Regions from separate parts of the Gossypium hirsutum genome. Here region 1 is linked to region 2. The links are chromatin contacts, called in public Hi-C maps. All regions are on one chromosome and are shown on one strand. Each heading gives the region's core, a stretch centred on a gene start, on an enhancer-like site or on the middle of the called end of the contact. The rest is flanking DNA. Distances are from core to core; before and after follow the strand shown.

Region 1 (2,900 bases), core at 228-2,727, 140 kb before region 2:
AGCAAAATTCATTTCTTTATGTAATAATACAGGTAAAGGCAGAAAAAATGTGAAGATTTCAGCTGTTTACCGCATTACCTTCTGGCTTTTCCATCACAAACCCAGCAGTGCACACCACGTCGACCACTGTATACCCATAGAATATGATTAAAGCCAAAGTCATCTACATTATTAGAACTTGAAGTTAATTGATGGCGTAAGAAAAAGGCATGCAGTGCACTCAAGAAACCAAAAAAGCCTATGTTGTAATGCAAACATTTACATAGGACAGCTTAAGAACTCAAGTCTAATTAGAATATTTTCTGATCTAGGCCAGTTTAGTAAAGCCACCTAAGGCCTAAAACCTTTTAAACTCTAGCATATATCAGTTTTACCTCTGAGAGAAGTATCAATCACTTTAATCGCAATTGTCATTAGAGGCCAGCATTCCAAACAAACATCTGCTCCCGTGCAGCAATATCTAACATCATCATAATCACTTATATCCTGCGAAAATAATAAACATAACTCCAATGAGTCAAATAACATGGCCGATACATGCATTCAGTTTGAAAAGTAGGGTGAAATGCTTGGTTTTCCAGAAACGAAGTAGCTTACAATATCAAAAACCAATTCTCTCTCAACTGGAGTGAAAACATTGTCGCCACTTTGCGCATAAGCATGCCTCTTGGCAGGCTGCATTACAGACAATACATCATTAACAACTAATAAAACAGCTAACAAGAATAAGTAATAAAACAACTAATATGAGCAGCTTTAATTCATAGCTCACTGAATGACGATTCAAAGACTCCTTAATAAGAATAAAATTGAAAGAAATCTTACATCAACGCTATAGACAGGCCCGATATCTATCTTAAATGGACACTTTTCTTTGATGGAATTTTCCAGTTCCGTAACACTGTTGAAAGACTGGAATCGGATATAAATGTCATTTTCTAGCGTGAAAGAAAATTCCCTTCTTCCAAAGTAGGATTTGTCACAACCGGGATGCTTGCCATCTGCAGATAGCAAGATCACGATATACATCAATACATGGAGAAAAACACGAAAGCGCAGAAACAAGCGCGTGTTTGCAAGGCCATATATACGAAAAGGAAGAAGAGATTTGAGTTACCATTTCCGTAAGACATCCACTTGAACATGTCAGCATGAGGAAATAGCTTCCCTGCCATAAAATTAGTTTCAGATTTGAATCACAGCTGCTAGAATAAAAGAAAATTTCCATCATTCAAGCAATAGGACGAAAAATTTATAAGAGGAAAATGAGAATTCTGACCATAGTAGATTCTGAGATAGTTAGCGTTAAATTCATCAGGCACAGCATTTGCTTGCCCAGGTCCATCAATCACCATGTCATCTCTTCCGTTATCAGCTTGCTCTTTCGTCATCTTCGCTTCAAAATGAACCCTAATTTCTCGTTCAATATCACAATTTCATAGCAGAGAAAGTTCACAGGGAAGAGAAGAAGATGGCGGGAAAGAAAAAGGATTAGGGCAAAAAAATAGATCCTTTGGCGGGAAACTTTGGGCCTGAAAATTGGGCCCAATAACAACAAACCAGAAGGCTTAAGTACGCCGTCGTTCTCAATTTCACTGCATCAGTCCAAAAAATCCTTGGACCTATAAAAAAAACAGCCTGGGCAAAATCAAAATTCCTGCTACTAGTCAGGAATCACCATGGAAAGTACGAATAAACAAATAATAGCCAAAAAATTTGTTTATTTCAAAAAATATATTAAAAAGGAAAAAAAAAACACGGCGTTTCATTTTTTTTCCTCCCATTATTTTTAATTAATTATTCCAGGCGATGAGATGAGAAAGAGGCAATCAGGACCTGGCGATGGCGTTTTGTTTCGGACCTTTCTAGGACTCTCCGATAACCGGACCCGCTAGCACCCGGCGTCAGCTTTTGGACCGGCTTTTTCCTCTTCTCTTCCTCGGGCCACGGTTTTTGCTAAGGTTACTTCGATGGTGACCAATGATTATATCACCATGAACGGGAACGGGTTTAGCAAGAGGGCAGAAGAGTTCATCAAGAGGTACCACGAACTCGAGGTTAAAGAAAATCAGTGCAGCTCTTCGCTCGTTAAACACATCAAAGCTCCTGTTCACCTGGTATGCTTTTTCTAAAAATACTTTCTTTTTTTTTGTAAATTTCAATTATATTTACTTTTTCTAATAGAATCGATTGGGTTCCTATTTGGTGCTAGATCCGTACATAGATCTGGGGACAATTTTCGTTTAATTCAGTGAATTTTTGTTTTAGACGCTAATTTAAGAAGCTTAGCTTAATTTTCAGGCGACGTTTTATTTTGGGGATTTTTCTCTTTAACTTTTTTTCATTGCATGTGGGTTGGATATATGAGGAAGTCGATACTGAAATTTGGATTTTAGAATTTTGAGTGTCACTTAAAAATTCAGTTAGATTATGTGATATTAAACATTCTCTATCAATTGAAGCTAAACACATCCTTCAGCTATATGAAGCATTAATAACCTTTTATTAGTAGAAATTTCTCTGTAAATTGCTGTTTTCTTTCATTATTACTTGGTATGTGCTTGCTTTGAACGTAAATGGAACATAAGATTTTCTTTAGACTTGCATTTTCCTTAAGTGTGGAAAGGATATCTAGTGCTTAGGGGTTCTTATATCTCATTGTCATCTTCAAATACCGATAAATTTGGATTGAATGAATTTAATTTGATATCCCATACCCAATCTAAACCTTGGGTAGGTACAAATGATTAGTTTCAGGTATTTTTTAGTTTGCTTGATTGAAGGCAAACTTGGCTGTGTTTTGTGCCTTAATGAATGATTATTGGTTTTTGATCAATCAGGTTTGGTCATTAGTTAGGAGGTTTGATCAACCGCAGAAGTACAAACCATTTGTTAGCAGG
Region 2 (2,700 bases), core at 52-2,551:
CAATTCTTCACCTCGGTCAGTCCTCCATGAAAGAACCTGTCCTCCATGCAAGCTAACCTGAATAAATTTCAGACAATCAATATAACTATTTAAACCCAAAACGGTAGTTAGATTAAATTACAAATAGAATCAAGCATATGCTAGATTTTAAAGGTTCAATATTCCTGATACCTTAAAATTATGAAAAAGACTAGAAAATAAAGATAAAAAGAAGAAGACTGTGACCTTTGCAGATGCCCCGCGAGGATTCCGAAGAAGAATCTGATCAGCTCCATTTCTATCCTTTGAGACTTCAACAGCTAACCCAGAATTATTCATGGTGAAAACACAGTAAGGCAATGTAAGAAGAGGAAACAAAAGATGCAAACACTGATAGATCTCTCCCTGTCTTTATAACAATCGATGCAGCAGTTAAAGAGTAATCAGAAACAGAACTTTCCCCTTCACACTTTCTTGTGAAAAACCCCTCCCAAAATTTCCTCGTGAAGCCAAACCTGAAAAAATCCCAACTACCAATGCAACCACCTTAATCTTTCTTCACCATTAAAACTGCCAACAAGAGAAAAGAAAAGAAAAAACCTCACTGACAGATGGCTGCTTGATGATGGACTTGAAATCCCTCCAAATTTCCCAAAACAGACCAAATTCAGTGACAGGAAATTTTAAATCAAAAGGAAAAGGAAAAAATACCCAAGTCTAGAAACTACTTCCCAGATAATCAAACTGTCTTAAAACTTGAAAGAACCGACCAAAAACGGTTTCAAAGACAACCAAAATTAAATGTTGAGGCACCTTAAAAACGCTTTAAGACAGGTACAGTTTTTAAAGATTTGAAAATAGGGAGAAGGAAGGTCAAGTCAAGAACAAACTACCATTTTAATGGAGAAAGATTTGTCTGCAAATTTGAGTCTGACCTTTTCGTTTCATTAAAAGGAAAGGTCGGGTTTGTTGAAGAGATTATTAATAAATATATATATTAATCTCTTCCCTCCCTCGTATGGGGTCATGCTGGGGGGAAGGCGACTGACTCTTATTATAATTTGGTACCCGGTTTCTTTTAAAAGTCAAGAATTTATGCCAAAGACCAAACAAGAAGGACAAACTTTTTGGCTTGGACCGGTGATGGTGGTGGTGGTGGCTTCTAGACATATGATGTAGACTCTATGAAGTCTTAACCTGCGACCATGAGTTTAACTGAATTAACGACCCAACAAATATATTAGTAATTAAATCCTATATGTAAAAAGATGAGTAGAAGATAGGTATAAGAGTTTTTCTTTCTTTCTTATTCTTAATGTTGCAAATAAAGTAGATTCAACGGATGTAACTCAATGAATGAAGTCTCAGTATTTTCTTCTTTTTTTCCATTGCTCACTTCTTTCAACAAAATCATCATTAATGGTAAAGAAAGTTTTTTCAATGCTGAATCAAAGAAAACCAAACCCAATCTTAAAAAAGGTGGGATAGACTCGTTGCTTTGGGTATTGAATAAAGTACTCTATCTATAATTTAAATATATATATTAGTATGAAGTACACGTGACATGTCATGTGTCACTATCTTATTATTCTATTAACCATGTCAGTTTTTATCGATATAAATGGATGATTCTTTTAACAAAAATAATAAAATTACTTTTTAATCTAATCTATAGGAACTAATTTATCCGTTTTTTAGTAGAGAGAAAATGAAATCTAACTCCTAAAATTAATAGAAGATATAATTCAATTATAATTTTCTATATATAAACAAATTCAAAATAATAAAATTACATTTTTACATTCAATTTATAATTCAAATGTAAGTTTGAATATATGGACAAATTTATAATTCTCTCTCTCTCTCAACCGTCAATAGTGAAGGCATGTGACTAACCAATGGCTAAGGAAAGAGGAAAAGCCCAAAAGAACAACAGCCAGTGCTAGCCCAATGATGTTTTACATTGAAATTTTAGTCCTTTGCCCCCATTAGCATGTGTTGATCACCTTATTGGCTAATACCCATCTTTGGGCAGAAATCTCATGCCTTTGTAAATCAATGTCAACAAAGATAATAAACCAATGGCAGGGCTTTGTTTTCAAATTTATATAGACATTGATCTTTTAACAAGTAACAATCGAAAAATCATTTCCTTGAAGAACAAATCCTTCGAAGGGGAAAATCATGTGCCCCATTAAAAGACTTGAAAGCATAGATTTAAGAACACACACATCAGGTGGGGGCTTGGGGGGCTGGAATTTTACGAAGGCACTCAAACTTAGACCCCACAAAAAAAAAAAAGCATCATAAATAGGTGGCTAATGAAATCATCAAATACTTTTATATGGACTTGGTCTAACCAGTGGAGCGCGTTGGTTTTTCTCTACTTTTGACTTATCCTCTAAAAATAAAAAAAGATGGAAAAAGCTTTGTCTATCCATGGAAATTGCCTAAACCATGTTTTGGCATGAAATACATTGATGGAAACCAATCTTTTTGGTGTATGGATGTGTGGGTTTTTCATTGGTGAAGAGCTTCTTGCTTCCTATGATTTGTAATAAACGTTGGACATTGAAATTTGGAGCACAAGTTTTTTGCTTCTCAAACTCTTGTATGTATGTCTTGTTAAACTTATGCATGTATGTACCTTATTTAGGTAGGGGTGCCTACTACAATTATTACACCTTTTCGAGAATTTTTCGACTAGAGTTTGGTCCCAAA

Evidence for each region. Hi-C and Micro-C count contacts between places; a contact is called where the count stands out from the background.
Region 1: a contact with region 2 is called in a Hi-C map of leaf, with 2.1 times the contacts expected there. The contact joins the promoter of LOC107947091 here to the promoter of LOC107947081 in region 2. A contact is called at or near these places in 2 of 34 Hi-C or Micro-C datasets (both in leaf).

What each region holds. Positions count from the first base shown.
Region 1 is chrD12:59,383,027-59,385,926 of Gossypium_hirsutum_v2.1, reverse strand. LOC107947091 (DNA primase small subunit) reads right to left here and starts at 1,477. Exons shown (of 15, transcript XM_016881648.2): 1 at 1,280-1,477; 2 at 1,118-1,168; 3 at 826-1,001; 4 at 598-675; 5 at 375-486; 6 at 79-163. The coding sequence starts at 1,391. It overlaps LOC107947093 (abscisic acid receptor PYL8), which reads left to right and starts at 1,663. Exons shown (of 3, transcript XM_016881650.2): 1 at 1,663-2,117; 2 at 2,841-2,900. The coding sequence starts at 1,971.
Region 2 is chrD12:59,239,223-59,241,922 of Gossypium_hirsutum_v2.1, reverse strand. It overlaps LOC107947081 (putative glucose-6-phosphate 1-epimerase), which reads right to left and starts at 1,301. Exons shown (of 8, transcript XM_041107476.1): 1 at 226-1,301; 2 at 1-57. The coding sequence starts at 318.